Regions from separate parts of the Sus scrofa genome. Here region 2 is linked to region 1. Evidence: chromatin contacts called from public Hi-C data. All regions are on one chromosome and are shown on one strand. Each heading gives the region's core, a stretch centred on a gene start, on an enhancer-like site or on the middle of the called end of the contact. The rest is flanking DNA. Distances are from core to core; before and after follow the strand shown.

Region 1 (6,201 bases), core at 1,128-3,627:
ACTGAGGTCTGAATCCAAAAGGAATCGTTGCAAAACAGCAGTTTTTACTGAAACTCATTCTGGGTTTTAGCCTCAATGCAATTCTGTATTCCCAAACCCTGCAACAATAAAATATCTCAGAACAGCCTTAATGAAACTACTCCCATAAGAAAACAAATATTGAGAATATTTCTCATGTTTCCTTAAAAAACTAAGCAATTTTACAAATGGTACACTCGAGACATCCAATTCACTGTATATAAATTTTACCCCTCATCCCTCCCCCCCAAAAAAAGTGAACCCTGAAATGTTTACAGTGGAGTATACTGATGTCTGCAATTTACTTTGGGATGAATCAAAACAAATGAAAAGATGCCTGATGGAATGATGCACAGGGATGATAAAATAACCAATATTAACTGCAGAATCTAGGTAGTACATATTTGAGTCCTAAGTACAATTTTTTCAACTTTTCTGTTTGAAAAATTGTAATAAAATGGAGGGGAAAAGCCTAAGTAAGGAACATTATACTCTGAAAGCTAGGAACTCGCACAGCTTGATGAATTCAAACTAGTTTATGAATTATAATTTTAAATCAGCAAAAATTACATTGACATATAAAAGACATAAATGGATTTTTCCAATTATCATAATTTCTCTTGTGTTCAACATTTTCCTCACTCACAGAAAGAATTTACTGATAGGCACTGTGCTATGCACTTCACGTTCATCAGTTAATCCTCACAACTCTAGTAGTTACTCTCATTTTACACATACAGAAAATATTTACCAAAGTTCACAAAGCAAGACTAGGATTCCACTCAGGTATAACCCCAAAAGAGCCCAAGTTCTGCTTTTGTGGAAAATGGTAAAGTCTACAAAAAGGGAGGTGCATCTCATCACAGAGGAACAAGAACAGTTATCTTTAGACAATTCACTCCAACAATTAAGTATCAAATTAACATGCCTTTCTCACAAAAATATCACTGTGAAGGTACTACTACCATTTTTTTAACAGAAAGATACTGAAATTGCCTGTGGTCACAAGATAGGTCAACGGTGATGCTATAAAGAAAATCAAATTATCTTTGGAACCAATTTCTGTTAAGCTATACCATCAGAGGGAAAAGGACTAATCGGCTGAATTTTCACTAGAAACATCAGATAAAAGAAGATAGGAGTCCTGTATAAGTTATCAAAAAATTATCAATTAGGAAATAAACTTATGGGTTTGGAGACTCAGTGGATAACACAAATGATAGATGACCTAGGCAAACAGCCTTGAGACAATACAAATGAAAATTTGTAACTTCTTACTTCTTTTTAATCAGGCTCAATGAAGCCTAAAGCACTAATACTAAAGTGATTTTTAAAATTTTAAGACAAGGCAACCCAAATAGCTGGGAACCAGTATCAATCCGATGCAATGAAGTAAGCAGAAGCCTATGATTTTACTCACAGACGCTTACAGCTGAAGATCCCACCACTGGAAGTACCTACCTTTAGCAGCAGTAGGCATGTGAATACTCCTCCACCTCTCCAATTCTGGGTTAAGAAGAGACCAGACTCACCTACATGATGACTAGTGAAGCCAAGTGTTCTAGTCAATGATCAATACCGGGAACTTCAACAGAATGTTAACTTCTCTAATAGCTCCTCACAACCCACCGTAAGAAAGAAAGGACTGTTAGACAAGACAAACAGCTCACCTGGGGAGAGGACTCCGGCTCAGAGACCGCTTGCTCAGGAATGGGCTGCTGGACCGCCTTCGACCGTAAGGGCTTGGTGATCTCCCACTGTAAGAGCCACTCCTTTCATAGCTGGATGAACGTCGCCGGCTATAGGGACTCACGGACCTCTGTCTTCTACTGTAGGGACTGGGTGACCGGGTGCTGGATTGGTAGGCCGAAGGCTCCTTGTAAGGTGGGCTGACGGACTGCCTTCTTGAGGTACTTCCCGGACTCTTCTTGTAGGAGTCATAATTGCTAGAAGTGTGAGATCTTGGGGGACTAAGGTCATAATCTTGGCCATAAGAAGCTCCTGACGGGCTATCATCTTGCTTGGGGCTATCCAACCATTTCCGGTGGGGACTCCTGGACCTCCGTTTGGGGCTGTCCACTGTTTTGTAACTTTTGGGTGTTTCCCTTTTCCGATGACTTTTACTCCGGTCTTTGTGCCCAGACTTCAACTCACGTTCTTTCCGGGTCTTCTCCTTATGGAGTTTGGATGACCTGGATTCCTTGTTGCTGCTGCTTTTGGAGATCTGCGCCTTCCCATGGTCATCATTCTCCTCATTTGAACGCTTCGAAGTTCCTGATACCCGGTCCTTCATCGATCCCGACTTGCTAAAGGTTTCCAGGTTTTTTTCTTTCTCTGTCTGTTTAGTTTTTAGTAAGTCCCGGGAACGTCTGTGCTGATGGTGACGGTGTTTGTGCAGTCGGTCACTCCGATCAGTCCCGCGACGTTCATCATTCTCCCTCCTGTCCAGTTTGAAGGCCATGTCGTCAGAGAAGGTATCAGAATCTGAGCTAATGTCATCATACTCCACCAAAGGTTTGATAATTGTACCCAAAGGTGCTGCTTCGGGGGTCACCAACCCCATGTCTTTGGAGTGCTTGGACTTATGCCGCTTGTGCTTCGACACCAAGCGGTGACGCTCTCTGCTGTTGGAGCTGCCACCTCCCGATGACGGCTGCAAAGTTCCAGAAGCTCCTCCGCTCCCGTCCTTCTTGCCCCCATGTCTCTCTGGATTGGGCATTCCCTTTCCCCAGGCCTCAAAAAGGGGAAAAAGTTCCCCAGCACTCCAAAAAGTAACCCCCACCCTCCCCCCCAACCCCAGCCCCACGCCTACAAAATCACCCCTACAAGGGGGTGGGGAGGGAAGGGACGGTAGCCCAGGCTCCTCCTCCCTCCCGACTCCTCAGCACCCTCCTACATGAGGTAGGGGGTGAAGGAGCCAGAGAAGAAATGAGAGTTCCTCAGCAGTGGAGTTGTGAGACAACGGACTGCCGCTCGAGTCTGTTTCCCCTCCAACTCCAGCCGAGCCAATCCTCAGGCCTAGGCGCCCAGGAAGGAGGTCGAGGAAGTAGGAAGCCGGCGGCCCGGGGCTGTGGGGCCGACTCGGGCTCTGGGGCCCTGTGAGGACTGCGCGGGCCCTTCCCCTACCCGGTAGCCCGGCTCGGGGCGGCTTCCTGTCGCTGGGGTCCCGCGACCTAGGCGCCTCACACCCCCTTTGTCCCTCGCTCTTGAGGGAGCCCCGTTTCTAGCTTCCGCCTCACCTCAATACCTCACACACTCACTCGCTCCCTCACACAGACTCACAGTCACACACTAGGTTAAACCGAAACGGCACTTGGAGGAGCGGGGGGAGGGGGGTAATCCCGAGAAGTATCGCGAGAATATGCCCAACTCTCGCGGTACTTCGTGCTTCTCGTTCACCTCTCGCGGCTGCTTGCTCAAACAACGCGAGAGCAGGTCCCCGGCCAGAAACGCGTTCCGCCAGATTCTCGCGATAAGATCCCGGCTTCCCATTCGAGCAAAGCTTTATTGGGTCTAGGATGATCTTTTAAATTCAAAACTTTATTAATAACTCATTGAACAAAAACGTGTTCTCAGGCGCCAGCGCAAACTAATTTTTGCATGCTTTGTAACAACTCTCAAGTACCAGGATGAAAATAATGTCAACAGAACAAAGGACAAATGTGAGGACATTTCAACCCAAGTCCCTAAGTGTTAACAATTCTTCCCACTTGTATATACTACTACGTGCATTATCTCTAATTCTCTATTTCTCATACTACCCTGCAAAACACGATTTCCTTATCCCTATTTTACCGATAAGGAAACCCAGTCTCAGAAGAGCTAAATAACTCACTCAAGGTGACAAAGTTGGTCCATCAAGGGCCAAAAAAAGAGATTCAAATTCTTGTCCGACACTATACTACAAGCTCTTTCATTGTGTGGCACTAACCCTTTCAACTGCTTAAAGACTTGAATGCTCATCACCTCTTGAGATCATCTTATGACTCTTTAGGAATCATTTAGCCTTTTATTTTCACAGAGGATTATAATTACAAACAAGCAAAGCATAATATTCATGAACGAGACAAAAATCTTACACTTCCCTTCCTTTTTATTTTTCAAAACTCCTTAGCACATATTAACTCATTCCATCTTCACAACTTTCCTCTGAAATAGGGTTGTGATAGTGAGAAGACTAAGGCACAGGGAAGCTAAGTGACTTGTCCAGGCTTTCTCATTGTTTACTTCAGTAAACATGTATCTGTAAGACAAAGTTCCTTCTCTGTGTAACAGTGCCACTGAGGGTCCTCAAGTAGAATATGGACAATGTACTCATACACAAGAAGATATTAGGTGATATGTTCCCTTGTGGTGCAGTGGCTTTAGGACCTGGCATTGTCACTGCAGTGACTCAGATCGCTGCTATAGCAAGGGTTCAATCTCTAGCCCAAAAACTTCCACATGCTACTGGAATGCAAAATAATAATAATAATAATGTGATAAATGTTCGAAGAATATAAGAATGATAAACAGCAGTGTGAAGTTTCAAAAGGAGATTAGGAGTGATAAAAGAAAGCATTATAAAAGTAGGACATTTAGGGAGTTCCCATCATGGCACAGCGGAAACAATCCAACTAGGAACGATGAGGTTAGGGGTTCTATCCCTGGCCTCGCTCAGTGGGTTAAGAATCCAGCATTGCCACGAGCTGGGTAGGTCGCAGACCCGGCTCGGATCTGGCGATGCTGTGGCTGTGGCATGGGCCAGCGGCTACAGCTCCAATTGGACCCCTAGCCTGGGAACTTCCATATGCCATGGGTGTAGCTCTAAAAAGATTCCCCCCCAACAAAGAAGTAGGACATTTAGGAGTTACCTCTGGGGTGCAACCAGATTGGTGGTGTCTGTGCAGCATCAGGACACAGGTTCAATCCCCTGCCTGGCATACTGATCTAGCACTGCTTCTTATGATAGGTTGCAACTGTGGCAGGGATCTGATCCTTGGTCTGGGAACTCTATTTGATGAGGTGGCTAAACAAGAAAAAAAAATGGGACATTTGAGTTGGCCCAGGAAGAGTACATAGGATTTGTATATGCAAAGAGGGGAACACCAGCCAGTAGGTTAGAAGCCAGAAAACATTTTGAATGAAGGCAGAAAAGCTGACTCTCAAAATCACTCCCTGGAGGTGTTCATATTGCTTGGATTACATGAGTACCAAAAAAATTTTACCTAAATGTTTAAGTCCACATATCTTGATAAAAAAAAAAAACTTTTTCATGACAACTTTTAAATAATCTATGGAAGTAAAATTAATACTATCAAGAAAAAAAGAAATAAGTACTGGAACTCAAGTGTGGTAACTCCCAATTTATTGCTGCAAGAAGGCCTGGATGTAAATGTCTCCACCAGTGTCTGACATAATGGCAGATGTCATGGGACTTAATGGATAATTAGATTAAATGACTGGCCTACTTTATTAAACATTGGCATGAGTTCACCAAAATTATTCCCATTCTTTTCCTATCTTTTAAATGAGATCATAAAGCTCCAGCTGTGGCCTCTCAGGTTAAGGATCTGGCATTGCCACAGCTGTGGCTAGGATTCAATCCCTGGCCTGGGAACTTCCATATGCTTCAGGTGTGGCCAAAAATAATAAATAAATAAGATCAATTTTTGACACAGAGTGCACCCACAATCCACAGTAAAATAGAAAAGGGGGGCAGAAGATGGAATTGTGGAGTTCCCTCTGTGGCTCTGCACTTAAACCTGATTAGCATCCACGAGGACGCAGGTTCAGTCCCTGGCTTTGCTCAGTGGGTTAAGGATCTGGCATTGCTGTGAGATGTGGTGTAGGTCGAAGAGGCAGCTGGGATCCGGCATTGCCATGGCTGTGGCATAGGTGGGCAGCTGCAGCTCCAATTTGACCCCTAGCCTGGGAACCTCCATATGCCCTAAAAATACCCCCCCCAAAAAAGCAGAAGCAGCAGATGGAATTGTGATTATGTGTCAAATCTTGAAAAATAAAATTCATCACCCATGAGCTCCTGCTGAAGTGCAACGAGATCCGTCATCACTCAGGAGCACTGGAACACAGATTCAACCCCTGACCCCACAGAGTGGGTTAAAGATCCAGTGTTGTCCCAGAGACACAACTGTGGCTCGGATCTGATCCCTATCCTGGGAGCTCCATATGCCCCAGGGGGGT
Region 2 (6,201 bases), core at 2,670-5,169, 490 kb after region 1:
CTGAGCATCTTCAGTGGGTAGGTGGTAGATGTCAGTTGTCACATGGGTAAATTTAGTCCTCTGTTCTTCTATAAGTGAGCAAAGAATTGGAATGTAATTGCTATAGGTTTAGGCTCTTGATTAGTTTTTTTTTTGTTTTTTGTTTTGTTTTGTTTTGTTTTGCTTTTTAGGGCCACACCCATGGCATTTGGAGGTTCCCGGGCTAGGGGTCTAATCGGAGCTACAGCTACCAGCCTATGCCACAGCAACATCAGATCTGAGCCATGTCTGCGACCCACACCACAGCTCACGGCAACGCCAGATCCTTAACCCACTGAGGAAGGCCAGGGATCGAACCCGCAACCTCATGGTTCCTAGTCAGGATTCGTTTCTGCTGTGCCACGTCGGGGACGCCTCTTGATTAATTTTGAGTTTATTTTTTGTCTTGAATATTTCAGCATAATCATGCCAGAGATCGAAAGTCACTAAAAGTCTTAAGATTGGGGTGAAACCACCTGACCAGGATGTTGGGAAGGAAGGAAACTCATGCTGAGCCTGGCACTGGGCTGGGCGTTCCCGCGGGAAGAGAGCGGTGGGCTGGAGAACCCTCGCTCCTCGCTCCTGCCTGCTTCCTCCTCTCCCCGTGGTGTTTTTCTTTGGTTGCTGGGAGAGAAATAGACCCTCGGGTGGTGGTTGTCTTCCACAGAAAGCTCTCATCGGAGGAGCTGGAGCGAAAACGGCAAGAGATGATGGAGAACGCCAAGTGGCGGGAGGCGGAGAGGCTCAACATCCTCAAGAGACACGCCAAGGACGACGAGCGCGAGCAGAGGCTGCAGAAGCTGGACTCTCGGGATGGCAAGTTCCTCCAGTGAGTGCCTCTGTTCCCTGCCTCACGGCTTTCCTGGCGAGGGTCCCAAGGAGGCCGTCGGGCCGTGGGTTCATTCGTTTTGTTTCCAGTGTTTCTGAGTCTCTACAGAGAGGACGCGGAGCTCAGCCTGCAGACATGTTCGTGACGACGCCTCCCGGCTTCTGGCCAGACAGTGGGATGTTTTTCATTTGAGGGGAGGAGAAGTGAATTGGTATTTGCACTGAATCTCTTTGGCCTTCTCCTAAGAACTCATGGCTTAGGAAGCCGTTTTCAAACGAGGCTTGCACTTCTTTTCCAAACCAGAGAACATTTCCCTTAGAAATTTATAAAAAACCGAGTTTGGGATGGAGTCCCTCGAAAGTTATCTATGTGGGCTTTTTTTTTTTTTCTTTTCTTTTTTCGGGCTGCACCAGCAGCACATGGAGACTCCCAGGCTAGGGGTCCCATCAGAGCTGGGCCTACACCAGCTGCCAGCCTACACCACAGCCACAGCAACATCAGATCTGAGCTGTGTCTGCCACCTACAGCACAGCTCGCGGGCAATGCCGGATCCTTAACCCACTGAGCGAGGCCAGGGATTGAATCCGCAACCTCAAGGTTCCTAGTCCGATTTGTTTCCACTGCACCACAACGGGAACTCCTATGTAGGCTTAATAGAGCTTGTGTTCCTACAGCTGCTTTACAGCTCACAGCCTGTTCTAATTCTGCCAGATGGTTGACCGGGCGACAGATGCTTGTTACTTACTGTCACCTGTCCTCTCTTCCTAGCCGCATGAAGCTAGAGAGCGCATCTACCTCCTCTCTGGAAGATCGGGTGAAGCGGAATATTTATTCCCTGCAGAGGACCTCAGTAGCTCTGGAGAAGAACTTTATGAAAAGATGAAAGCCATCGCCTGTCTTGCTGGTTTTCCTGAAGTTTTCAGGGAGGCTGCTGACCCCTTACAAATTCTCTTTATAAGAGTTCAAATGGCTTCTTCCACAGATGTCAAACCACCACTGTTCAAAGTGACTGTCCCCCGTGGATCGCAGAAACAGCCCATTTCTTTTGAGAACCCGTGTGACTTGCTCTATGGGACCCTCGGTAACTTTTGCTGGGTGCAGAGCAGATGTTAACTTTTTTTTGTTTTTTTTTTTTTTTTAGTGGATGGGCACTGGAGCATCTCGGGGTGAGCACTCATGTTGCTCTGGAAGCCTGCTCCCCATGGTCAGGGTACTTTTTATTCCTCTTCCCTCCACCTGTGTGAACACCCCTATACTACCACCTCAGTATAGACCGGACCTTTTGGAAGCCTCTCTCCCCAAAGCCACTCAGGTAGAGCCCAGGGAGTGACAAAGAATCTGGAAGGGAAAACAATGCAGAAAAGCCCTGTAAATGAACTATTGAAGTATTTGGACTTTTTCTCCAGCTGTAAAGCATAGTGTGTATATGTACAAATGTATATTTTTTCATGCTTTTAAAAAAAGAAGTTAGCTTTGTGAGAAGATCTTGTTTGGTAAGTGACTTTACTATGTAATAGGACCACACTGTATCTTGTCATCCAGTAACACAGTAAGGCAGGTCAGCTTTTCTTTCCTCTTTGAATCTGGCTAGTTTTGGAGGGGCCTGGGTTTATTGATAGGACGTAGGGTATCAATCCTTTTACACTGCTTAGAGTCTGCAGTGTGGGCAGTGCAGTGTTGAAGTCAGATGATTTTAGGAGTCAGGACCAAACTGCCAGTATACTCCTTGGCTCTTAAAAGAAAATAAAATGGAAGCTGTTTATTTCATGGCTTCCCTTTTATCATGTAGTAATCTTATTACAATTCTAGATTTTCAGGTGTTGTTTGCTATTATTTTTTAGTCAGGTATTAAAACAAAAAAACAAAAACCACCCAAACTCATGGGACCAGTCTCCTATCTCTACCCCTTTCCCTTTACTTCTTTCACCAGAGGCTCTCACTCCATCCAGGAGGTCCTAGGCACTGCTGACCCACACATTAGCTGCTCTAGTTCCTTGTTCTGCTGATTCCTAATTCTGCCTAGAACGAATCTGGGTTTATATTTTTGAACACTTACGATTCCAGAAACTATCATGCTTAAAACTCAGTTTTTCTCCAGAGAGAAGGTGACATACACTTGTCATTCATTTCATCACCTTATCCTGCCAGGGTTAATTATGTCTTTTATTACTTGGTAATAAAGACCACATTTATTTTTTTCCTAACTGTGTAAAGAGCAACTTAGGGTGAGTACCGAATTCCAGATTCCGATACAGAGCAATATTGATCCGCAATTTGTATCCAATATGTGGAGTCTCAGTTCGAGAGGAATTATGTAACAAAGCGTGGGCGGTTTACTCAAAGGTCTCATCAAGTGGGCCAGAGAGTAAGAAGATTATAATTTTCTGCTGAAGGATAGGTGTCTTAAGGTGCCAGCCTGCACCTTACCCCGAGCCTTTGGCGGGAGGAGGCCGGCGGCCGGTGGGTGGGAGCGGGACCCATTCATAAAACCCAAGGCTCCCGGCTGGCTCCTCTCATTGGCCCTGGGGGGAGGGGGCGTGTCCCGCGGGTGGCGTGCATCCCCGGGGTCCAGAGGAGTGGGAAAATCCACGCTTGGGTGGAGCGAGGGGGCGTTCCTTGCCTTTCCGGGCAGGACCTTCTTTTCCCCTCGCAGTGTTCCTTCTCTCTCCCCCGGGGTGGGGATGGTACGTCCCACCCCCGCATTCCCGCCCCTCCTCCCCTCCGGAGCCGTGGCGCTGCCGCCATCTTGGCACGTCAGGTTGAGGAAAAAGCCAAACCCTGGCTTTGGTGGGCCCGGACAGGGAGACCCTCCCGCGGTAGACAGCGAGACCTACCCAGTCCTCCTCCCCTCCCTGCTCGGGCGCGGGATTCTGAGGCACGCGGAGGCCGGCCCCGTTCCTGTCAGGCCCGGGGAGGAGGGGCGGGCCGGGCGGCCGCTGCCTCCCCGGGGTGGGCGGTACCACCCAGGCAGGGAGGAGAGGGCCCGGTGGCGGCTGGGCAGCTGTACCGCCTGGGGGCGGGGTGCGGAGCGGGCGGGCGGGCTCCCTGGGGCGGGGCGGGGCGGGGCGGGGCAGAGAGGGCGGAGCGTGGGGAGGACGGAACCACCGGGGCGGGGTGGGGAGGTAACGGGACGGGCGCGACCATGGCGCGGTGAGGGAGCGGGGGTGGGGATCGGTCTGGGGGAGGCCTGGGGCCGCTGGCTTGTGCGCCGTCTCGGTCGCCCCCCCTTTCGCCGCCGCCGCCGCCGCCGCCCCGGGCATGTCGTCCAACTGCACCAGCACCACGGCGGTGGCGGTGGCGCCGCTCAGCGCCAGCAAGACCAAGACCAAGAAGAAGCATTTCGTGTGCCAGAAAGTGAAGCTATTCCGGGCCAGCGAGCCGATCCTCAGCGTTCTGATGTGGGGGGTGAACCACACGGTAACCAGCTCCCCCGCGCGCGCCCCTCCGAGCGCGGCCCCGTGCGCGCTCACGCCTCCCCCACCCGCCCCCAGCCGCCCCGGGCCCTCGCCTGGCCGGCCCTGCCAGTAACGCGTGCACCCCCTCGACAAGCCACTTGCACGCCCACCCCGCCCTTGCACGCCATCCCGGCCGGGTGTGCCTCCCTGCACGCCACGCGAGGCCTGGTGCCTCCGACGGTGGTGTGCCGTCGCGTCCTCCCCTTCCCTCCAGCCCCTCAAGCTTCCTGCGTCTGGCAGCGGGCAGCCCCTGGAGCGCAGAGGGAAGGCCTGGGTGGGGTGGAATGGCTATCATCCTCTCCTCTCACCTCACCCCGTTTGTTGCATTTGTTCTCCCCCTTCTTCCTTATAATTGGCTGCCTAGCTCACTGTCCAGTTGACAGGGCAGGTGGCATTGGCCTACCTGAATAGTCCTCCGTTTCTGGTCGTTTGATGTGGCTGCTCAAGGTTTCCCCATCCTCCAGACCTCTTTACCCCTGCCTGGAAATCCTCCTCGGGTTTCTTTTCTTCTCGAACAAGATGTATCAACTGGAGAAGCACTGGCTTCCTTGGGCCACAGATCAGGGTCTTCCTGGGTTAGAGAGAAGGGGGAATAACCATTAGAGAAGGTGAGGCCTGCTTTTGAGGACTGTTCATAGTAGGAATAACGCATCTTCCTGAATTCTATGGCGATCGTGTCAAAGATGTTGACTTTTCAGTTACTGCGCTTTCTATTGTGTGGTCGGGAGAGTGTGGTAATGGATAGTGATTATGATGAGAGAGAGGTTCTTTGGGTCCTTGGGCTTCTTTGAGATTGTCCAACTGCTCCCGTTAGAAAGTTGGGGCCCTGCCCAGTATTTGAGTTAGAGGACTTTGTGTCGGTCCTGTTTGTTTGGGGTCTTTCTTTCTCTTCCAACTACTTGTTTCTTGCATTTCATTGTGCGTCCTTACTTCCAGAAATGAGCAGAGGAAGTTAAAAAACCCGAAATACCAACTGCACCAATTCAAAGTTTGGAATGAAGAAAGTGAAGCTAATGGCTGGAGTTTCTTGTGGATATCAGTTCTTTAGGCTCCGTGACTTTTCGGAGCACTTGAAATTGCCCACAAGACCAACTGATGACAGAGGAGCCCAGGGCCAGCAAGACTTTGAGCTTTGCTTTACAAGAAGAGCCGTCGGCTGGAGATTGATAAACTGTAGTCTCAGCCGGGGTTTTAGATCTTTACCTCTACTGCAGAAAGGCACCGTGTGTCTGGTGAGGTCTTTGTTGATTTCATGGTCTTGGGCCGGTTCAGTAACTTCACTAAGGTGAGGGTCCTGGCTAGGGTAGGGAGAACCGCTGGTGTAACATCTAGACCTCTGGGAGCTGCTTTGATTCACGAGTCCAGCAGAGTTTGTCCCTCTTGCTTCCTGCTGCCTTGGGGGTCATCTGACAATATTGCAGGGAAAACTGGGTCATCAACATGTGAACCCGGTGTCCCTGCCTGGAAATCAATCCTTGGTTTTGTCGTGCAGCTGGCTTCTCACTAGAAAGCATCCTGTCTGTATAGAGCATTGGTTAGAGGCCTGAGAGTCAGGAATATGACAACTTGTCAGAAGAGGACTCTGGGTCCCTTGTTTTATACCTGAAGGAGTGGAGGCCCTGGGTGGAGGATTATTAGGTTGTCTGTGGTCACAACAAGACATGCAGCCCATTGTCAGTGCAGTATGTTGGGCTGTGTTGGCACATGATGGTGCTTGAATGGCAGGTCTCATTTTCTTTGCTTCCTTTCCTTGCCCTGCCTCTCAGCCCAGGGCCAGGACAGGTGTGTGTGCCTGCGCCTGCTAGTTCCCAGGAGTGTGTGGTGCTTGGTTTTCTGTTAGGCAGGCAGTGAGTCTCTGAATGGTAGATGGAGAGATAGGTATCACCCTCTTTCGCTGCT

What was found. Hi-C and Micro-C count contacts between places; a contact is called where the count stands out from the background.
Region 2: a Hi-C map of liver shows a contact between it and region 1, with 4 times the contacts expected there. The contact joins the promoter of PIP4K2B here to the promoter of MED1 in region 1. A contact is called at or near these places in 2 of 47 Hi-C or Micro-C datasets (heart right ventricle and liver).

What each region holds. Positions count from the first base shown.
Region 1 is chr12:22,828,028-22,834,228 of Sscrofa11.1, forward strand. MED1 (mediator of RNA polymerase II transcription subunit 1) reads left to right here and starts at 2,378. Exons shown (of 20, transcript XM_021067050.1): 1 at 2,378-2,492. CDK12 (cyclin-dependent kinase 12) reads right to left here and starts at 3,368. Exons shown (of 18, transcript XR_002337130.1): 1 at 1,689-3,368.
Region 2 is chr12:23,313,194-23,319,394 of Sscrofa11.1, forward strand. PIP4K2B (phosphatidylinositol 5-phosphate 4-kinase type-2 beta) reads left to right here and starts at 3,920. Exons shown (of 10, transcript XM_021067062.1): 1 at 3,920-4,264. The coding sequence starts at 4,106. It overlaps CWC25 (CWC25 spliceosome associated protein homolog), which reads left to right. Exons shown (of 10, transcript NM_001244652.1): 9 at 686-847; 10 at 1,616-2,252. The coding sequence ends at 1,730.